Linked DNA regions of Mus musculus: region 2 is linked to region 1. The links are chromatin contacts, called in public HiChIP or PLAC-seq maps. All regions are on one chromosome and are shown on one strand. The core of a region is the stretch at or near the end of the contact, and the rest is flanking DNA. Distances in the headings are between cores, read along the strand shown.

The links. HiChIP or PLAC-seq counts read pairs in DNA pulled down with a chosen protein or histone mark.
Region 2: a contact with region 1 is called in an H3K4me3 HiChIP or PLAC-seq map of bone marrow-derived macrophages, with 2.4 times the contacts expected there. The contact joins the promoter of Smad1 here to the enhancer-like site in region 1. A contact is called at or near these places in 5 of 484 Hi-C or Micro-C datasets (CD4 T cells, Th1 cells, forebrain and 2 more), 3 of 115 datasets of contacts at active chromatin or transcription factors (bone marrow-derived macrophages and embryonic stem cells) and 1 of 9 other capture datasets (adipose tissue).

The regions. Positions count from the first base shown.
Region 1 is chr8:79,272,564-79,275,836 of GRCm38.p6, reverse strand. It overlaps Mmaa (methylmalonic aciduria (cobalamin deficiency) type A), which reads left to right. Exons shown (of 7, transcript NM_133823.5): 4 at 1,563-1,733. Among named protein-coding and RNA genes, the nearest start is that of Mmaa, 21 kb to the left of the region's middle. Within about 2 kb of position 1,811, at least 7 of the 459 cell types and tissues checked have an H3K27ac peak or open chromatin away from gene starts, as enhancers often do. A contact at or near this core is called in bone marrow-derived macrophages, where this site is marked.
Region 2 is chr8:79,397,576-79,400,924 of GRCm38.p6, reverse strand. It overlaps Smad1 (SMAD family member 1), which reads left to right and starts at 1,497. Exons shown (of 7, transcript NM_008539.4): 1 at 1,497-1,672. It overlaps Gm51578 (a long non-coding RNA gene), which reads left to right. Exons shown (of 3, transcript XR_003947567.1): 3 at 1-215.

The sequences.
Region 1 (3,273 bases), core at 562-3,061:
AACTGTATGGCAAAAGGTTAAGAGCACTGCTCTTGCAGAGGACCCAGTTCAGTTCCTAGCACCTACAATGGGTAACTTACAACCACCTATAACACTAGTTCCAGGAAATTAAGAGGCCAGTACCTCCAACCTCCACGGGCACCTGCACTTCTGCACACATACTTACCTGTAGACACACACACACACACACACACACACACACACACACACACAATTAAAAATGATAAAATCAAATATGTTTTTAATTACAAAAAGAGGAAGTAGGAAAAGGTAGTAGTTTAAGGGTTTAATGCTTTCAGAATTTAAAGTATTGCTGTTTGCTCAAATACTACAATTAATTCAAAAAATATAACTAGTCCATTTCCTGGGTGTCAGTTGAGTACTACAGTAACCACTTTGTTTAGCATTCAGTGTACAGTAGCTTTAGGATAAGGTCATAGGCAGGGAATGCTGTAGCTAGAGCAAATTTTTCTCAACTTTGGTACTGGTGACACTTGGTGACACTGATGGCAAGTCTTCGTTGGTGGCAGCGATTTGTGGTATGTGGTGACTGTCCTATGGTGGTGCAGTAGCATCCTGCCCCGTTTGTGACAGGTGAAGCCATCTCTAGATACAGCAGATGCCTGTGGGGTGGGTGAGGGACGGACCCTGGTTGGAAACCATCACATGAAGGAAACGAAACAGATGCTGTGAACCTGAGATGTGCTGTAGGAAAGTCCCCATCCCGGTGCGCGCCATGGCGGTGAGGGGAGAAGTAACAGACTGGCATAAGGCTGATAAAATGCGACAATGGGGAGGAGAGCCTGTTCTTGGTAAAAAGGGAAAGGAGAGGGTCACCAAAGTTCTCTTATGTCCTCTAGGGTGTCAACAGATTGCAGAGCAGTTGCTGTGTACTGTACAGATTTACAGCAAAGGACATGTCATGAGAAAGTTCCAGAAAGACTCTGAAGGAAAAGACTTTAGTGTATGTAAGATAGATATGGTCTGTTATGTTACCAGGTTTTGAAGCACATGTTCCATTCCTGTGTAATGTCGTTTGAACCTCAGCATGACTTATTATTCCATTTATGTAAGAAAGGAAGGGTTTGGGAGGGTAAAAATAACACCCCAAAATGAAGTAGCAAGGACCCTGATTTGACCTCTTGTAAATTAGTGACAAGAGGACATACCAGATGTCCTAGTAGAACACCAGCAAGGACACAGCCACACTAATGTGGAGATAGCAGTGAAGAGACACAATGCTGGGCCAGAGGGTTGGCTTGGGCCTGGAATGCCGACATTGGTCAAGGAAGGTAAGGTAGGGATGTTGCCTGGAGCATCCAGGGCTTAGATTTGAACTTCCGGTCAATTCAAGGAGACCTTGTTGGTTTCCAGGAGCTTGAAATGATCCACTACTAACTTCAGTATGAGGATAGAGAGTGAGCTAGAGGAGAACTCAGTAATGTGGCATACACCTCAGGCTTGGGAAGAGATACCGTAAATCATGTCCTCTTGCAGTTTGCTGGTTGGTAATTAGCTCGTACAGCTCTTCCGTGATTGTAAAATGTAACTGTGTGTTTTAGGGTCCCTCTTAGGTGATAAAACCCGGATGATTGAGCTGTCAAGAGATATGAATGCCTACATCAGGCCCTCTCCTACCAGTGGGACTCTAGGAGGAGTGACAAGGACCACAAATGAAGCCATTGTGTTGTGTGAAGGAGGGGGCTATGACATCATTCTTATTGAAACCGTCGGTGAGTGTAATACTCTACTTCATAAGAGTCATGTACTTTCATAATGAGTGCTATTTAAAGATGACTAACAACTGACTTCATTTAGTTCACTCAGCAGATATGAACTATAATTAGATACAAGGTATTGCCCCACAGACAATGTGAGTACATGGGCTATGTTCCCTTCTCACAAGAGCCTGCCATGAAAAAGGTGAAAGTGAGCCCCGAGTCTGCAGAGCTGATATCTAAGCTGACATGTTCCGTGTGCCAGAGGCTAGTAAGCACTTGAATGACCGTGGGAAGTCAATCACAGCAGCACAGCACGCATGGGATCCTGGTGCTGGCTATTCCTCCGTAGCACAGTCATGTGCAGGACATCAAACGAAAACCCCAGCACTTCACACTCTTGCGGAGAGACAACCTTTTGGTTTACTTTGTGATGAATGTATATGATAGAACCCAAACCAGTGTTTGGGGGAATCAGTGAAGACTTCCTGGAGGAGGGAGGGTGGGATTTGATGGTAGGGGGTGAAGCATATTTGCACAGACACAGTGAGCAAACATGACTCCTTCAGAGAGGTGCAGCTTGCCTGATCAGGCCACTCACGGCATTTCGGGCAGAGACACTTGCAACAGGGGCCAGGGGAAGGTTTTCCTTATGTGCCCTGCCAAAGAGTTTTCATTTTCTCTGAAAGGAGTAGGAAGCTAGAACAAGGGAAGCCACATGTACGTTTGGAGGGAACCCCACAGCAGAATGAAGAATGATTAGAACATTTAGAGTGGAAGTGGAAGGCAGTTAAACTATGCTGTCAATCAAAGAAGGGAAATGGTGACTGCTACATCAAGTAAACAGGACCAGAGAGGAGGAAGTAATTCAGAAGCATGGACAGTGAGCTGGAGGACTCATGGAAGAGAGGAGGAAGGGAGCTTTCCAGAGCGGCAGAGAGCACTGTGGAAGATGGCAGGGAGGAGAACACATTGCTGTGACATCCTTCTTAGGTGTCCACGTGACATTGTTTTAGGAGACTGGGTGATAAATACAGACCTAACAACATGGGTCATAGTTCCACACCAAGTTATAAATTTTGTTTACATTAAGTGAAGGAAAGTGGGGGATAAAAATAGAACGTAGCCATATTGGTTCACTAGGATTATTGTCATAAATAGGGGCTGAGCAGCTTAGACCACGCCCATGTGCCTCTCACAGCTCTGGAAGCTGAGGGTCCAGCACCAGCAGGGTTGCTTTGTGTGCTCTCCTCCCTTTTTTTGCAGATGGCTTCCTTGTTGTGCCCTCACATGGACGCTCTCAGGATTACACACCCTGGTGCCTTCCTTCCCTTTCGTTAGCACCCCATCCTCATGACCTCATGTAACTCTGTAGAGCCTCATTTCCATCTGAGTTCTACTGAGTGCTGGAATTTCCATGATGGATCTGAAGACAGGTCTAACAGCCACCATTTAAGATTGAATGGAGAGGAGTCAGAGAAGAGGGCAATATAAAAGCCAAGTGTGTTATCTCAGAGTTGTGTATGGCTGCTTGTCCTAGAGACTCATGATAACA
Region 2 (3,349 bases), core at 248-2,747, 130 kb before region 1:
GATGGGACAGAGGCTCTCATTCCACCCTGGGAGGCAGGGGAAGTGCTTCTTTCCTTTTCTATGGCTGAGTAATGTTCCCATGTATGGATATACCTCACTCTTTTCATCTACAGAGGGTCTGTACAGGGGAGGGAAATGGCCCTGAGTGGCTTTAAGCCAGGCTCACTCCAACTGTTGCCCAAGGGACCAGAGAGCAACCAACTATGTCAAATGCTGCTTTTAAGGAAAATAAGATGAGATCCAAGAATTGACCAGTAAGTGCTCAAATAGTTTAATGAAGAAAGAAATTTAATTAGCAGGAATATTCTTATGTATAATTTATAAATGGCATTTTATGGGTTTATGGGATTTGTTGCATTTCCTTTGAATAATTAAATATGTAATGCAGATATAATACTTAAATAATTAATAAGAATTTTAAGTGGAGTGCTAAGCATGTAAAGGTACAGGAATAATTGGAGAGTGTCATTAATTTGTAGTGGCCTTTGGTATTTCTTTATATTGCGGGCAATGATTTTTTTCTTTTTTTGGTTTGTGGGGCATTTACTCCTAGAATAGTTCTTCTCTAAACATAACTCAACATTATGATAAGTGTTCAAGATTCCATGCCAACTTCCAGAAACTGACCAAGAAAAAAAGTTGATTGTTTCAAGAAGGTGTTTTTGGTGTCTGAACAGATCAGTAAGATGTGAGTTCCTTTGTGTGTGTGTGTGTATTTTTGTTTTGTGGGTTTTTTTGGGGGGGTGGGTGGGAATAGGGGCAAAACTGTTATCTAAAAGATTGCACCCAAATTTACAGTACTAAAAGGGTATTTCCCAGTCCAAAGCCAGTCTGGTCTGTAGAGAGAGATCTCATTTCCAGGCAAACAAGAAAGCAAGGAAGTTCAGTTGTAAAGTTCTTGTCCAGCATGCATAAGGCCATGGGTTCGATGATTCCCAGAACCTTATAAATAAAAATATGTGCAGCCCTGTAATCCCAGCACTGAGGATGTGGAGGCTGGAGGAAGAGAAGTTCAAGGCCTTTTCCCCTTCAAAGCGTGTTCGAGGTCATCCTGGGCTACGAGACCTTTTAACAAACATACAAATGGTTTCTGTCATTTGCCGCAGGAAGGGTACATACTGGAAATAAATGTATCTACCTAGTAGTTAACAGGTCAGCCAATTTGAGGCTCATGCTACATGAAGGGCCGGTAAATCACTGAGTCAGTGATTGCAGGGCCTTTAAAAATGCGTTTTTAGGACGACTGAGTGGGCTCGATGGTCGTGTTCGAGAACTTTTCAGAAAATAACACAGGCTTTGGAATTTGACTGGCAGCTAGGCAGGGACTAGAGTCAGAGGAAGGCGCGGGCCGGTAATTTGGAGAGGATCCCTAAGCGGCAGCGGGCGCGCGCGGTGCGCGTGTGAGCGAGGGCAAGCGGCAGGCGGGTTGTGCGCCGGGTATTGGCAGGCGGGCTGTGGAGGCTGGGCGGTTCCGACTGCCTGACGCCAGCGCGACCAGATCAATCCAGGCTCGGGGAGCGAGCGGGCGCACCAAGGCGAGGCCGGGGCCGAGGCGCGGGGACGGCGGCCCGGAGCTAAGCAGAGCGCGGGGACGGCGGCCGGGAGCGGATCGGAGCACGGGACCCGGCGCCGGGTCTCGTGCGTCCCTGCGGATGGGCGCGCCGCCGAGCCGGTAAAGCCGAGCGTACCCGAGCCGACTCGAGACAGACTTGTCCTGTGCCGCGCGGGGCGCACCGGGACAGGGACCAGCTCCAGGGGGGGATCCTGGGCGGGCTCCGGGGGGCATCCCGGGCGGGCTCCGGGGGAGGATCGGGGACAGGCTCCGAGGGGATTCTGGGCGGGCTCTGGGGTCGATCTGGGACGGGCTCCGGGGAGGATCCGGGAGGACTCGGGGGACCCGCGCTGAAGGAAATCTGGGACGAGCTCCGGGACGCAGTCCCCCCCCCCCCCCATGATGGCGCCTCGCGGCCGCGAACCTGCCGCCAGACCTCCCTGCCTCCCCGCGTCTTTGTCGGGCGTGTCCAGTTCTCCGGGGACCCCCGTTCCGCATCGGGCCGCAGCCCCATTGTGTCCCCGCCCCGGCCTGCGGACCCTCGCGGGGACAGCGCTGCGCTCAGCTCGGGTCTCCCTGGATGGACGCGCGCACCCCTGTGGGTCCCCACACAGCCTGATTTGGGGATCGGGGTTAAGGAAAGTTCGTAGCGTAGTTCCCTCTGATTTATTCAAAGGTCTGGCGGCCTCGCGTCTCCCCCCCCCCCCCCCCGCCCCCTTCCGCCTACACCCCCTGCGTCGCCCAGTGTCGCCTCATTCCTTTCCCTTTACCGGATTCGATTGCCTCACTGCGCGTTCCGAGCGCCGAGAACAACTGTTCTCGTCCAGACCGTCTTTGTTAGTGTTTCTGTCGCGGGGTGGGGGCGGTGGGCGTGAGAGCGCGGGCCTGTGCAGCCGCTTTGCGGACTGCGTGCGAAGGCTGCGGGGCCAGCGTCTCCCCGAGGTGCTCGGAGGAGCCAGGAGGGACCATCACCGGCTACATCCAGACAGTATGGTAGTCGCGGCTTTTGTTTATTCGGAGGCACATGTAGTTTTTCTAAATGCACGGTACAAAGTAATCCAGCCAAGAGCTTTCCATCTGAAAATCGCCGCCTATGCCACAGCCATCTAAGAGAGCATCGTTGTAGAATGCTTGTTGTCAACCCCTGGCCTCTTCCCCCTCTCTTGGGTTCCTGGGTGACATCTGAAGTTTTCAAAGCACGGACTGAAAGGAGTTGCTTGGTTTATGTAATGCCTTCCTGTTTTTGGAGCAGATTCACAGCATGCCCTTCACAGCATCAATCTCTCTCTAAGGGCCTGTGGTGGATAATGTGCCCACACCTCAGCACAATGAGAAAACTGTTCCCTGGCCAGGTTCATTTTTCATCGTGTTTATAATTACCACTGTAAGTTGTACCGGAAGCTGATGAGCTGTGCTGGAACAATTCACAAAGAGTCAAGGCAGAGGCAGTGTCCACTGCCTGGGTGTTTTCAATTGGTGCGCCTATGTTTTGCACCAGCGTTACTGTGATGTAGGTGCCAGGCCTAAATAGACTGGACTGGCTTTTGGGTTCGCCCTCTCCATCTCTGCTTTCCTCGTTTTCAGTTAGATGATATTTCTCTGAAGGTGGAGTGCCATCTGTGGAAGTCTGCATTTCCTAGGGAACTGTAAACCAGGGTCTCTTCTGGGGGTGGGGATGCCAGAGGCTCCAGAACGATCAGGTTTCTTCAGAGGATGGGGATTTGTCCTTGATTTAGTTTTGACCCCTGCAACCATAGTAGTAATAAAATACACTCTCCCTTTTGCAATGTCCTCTAG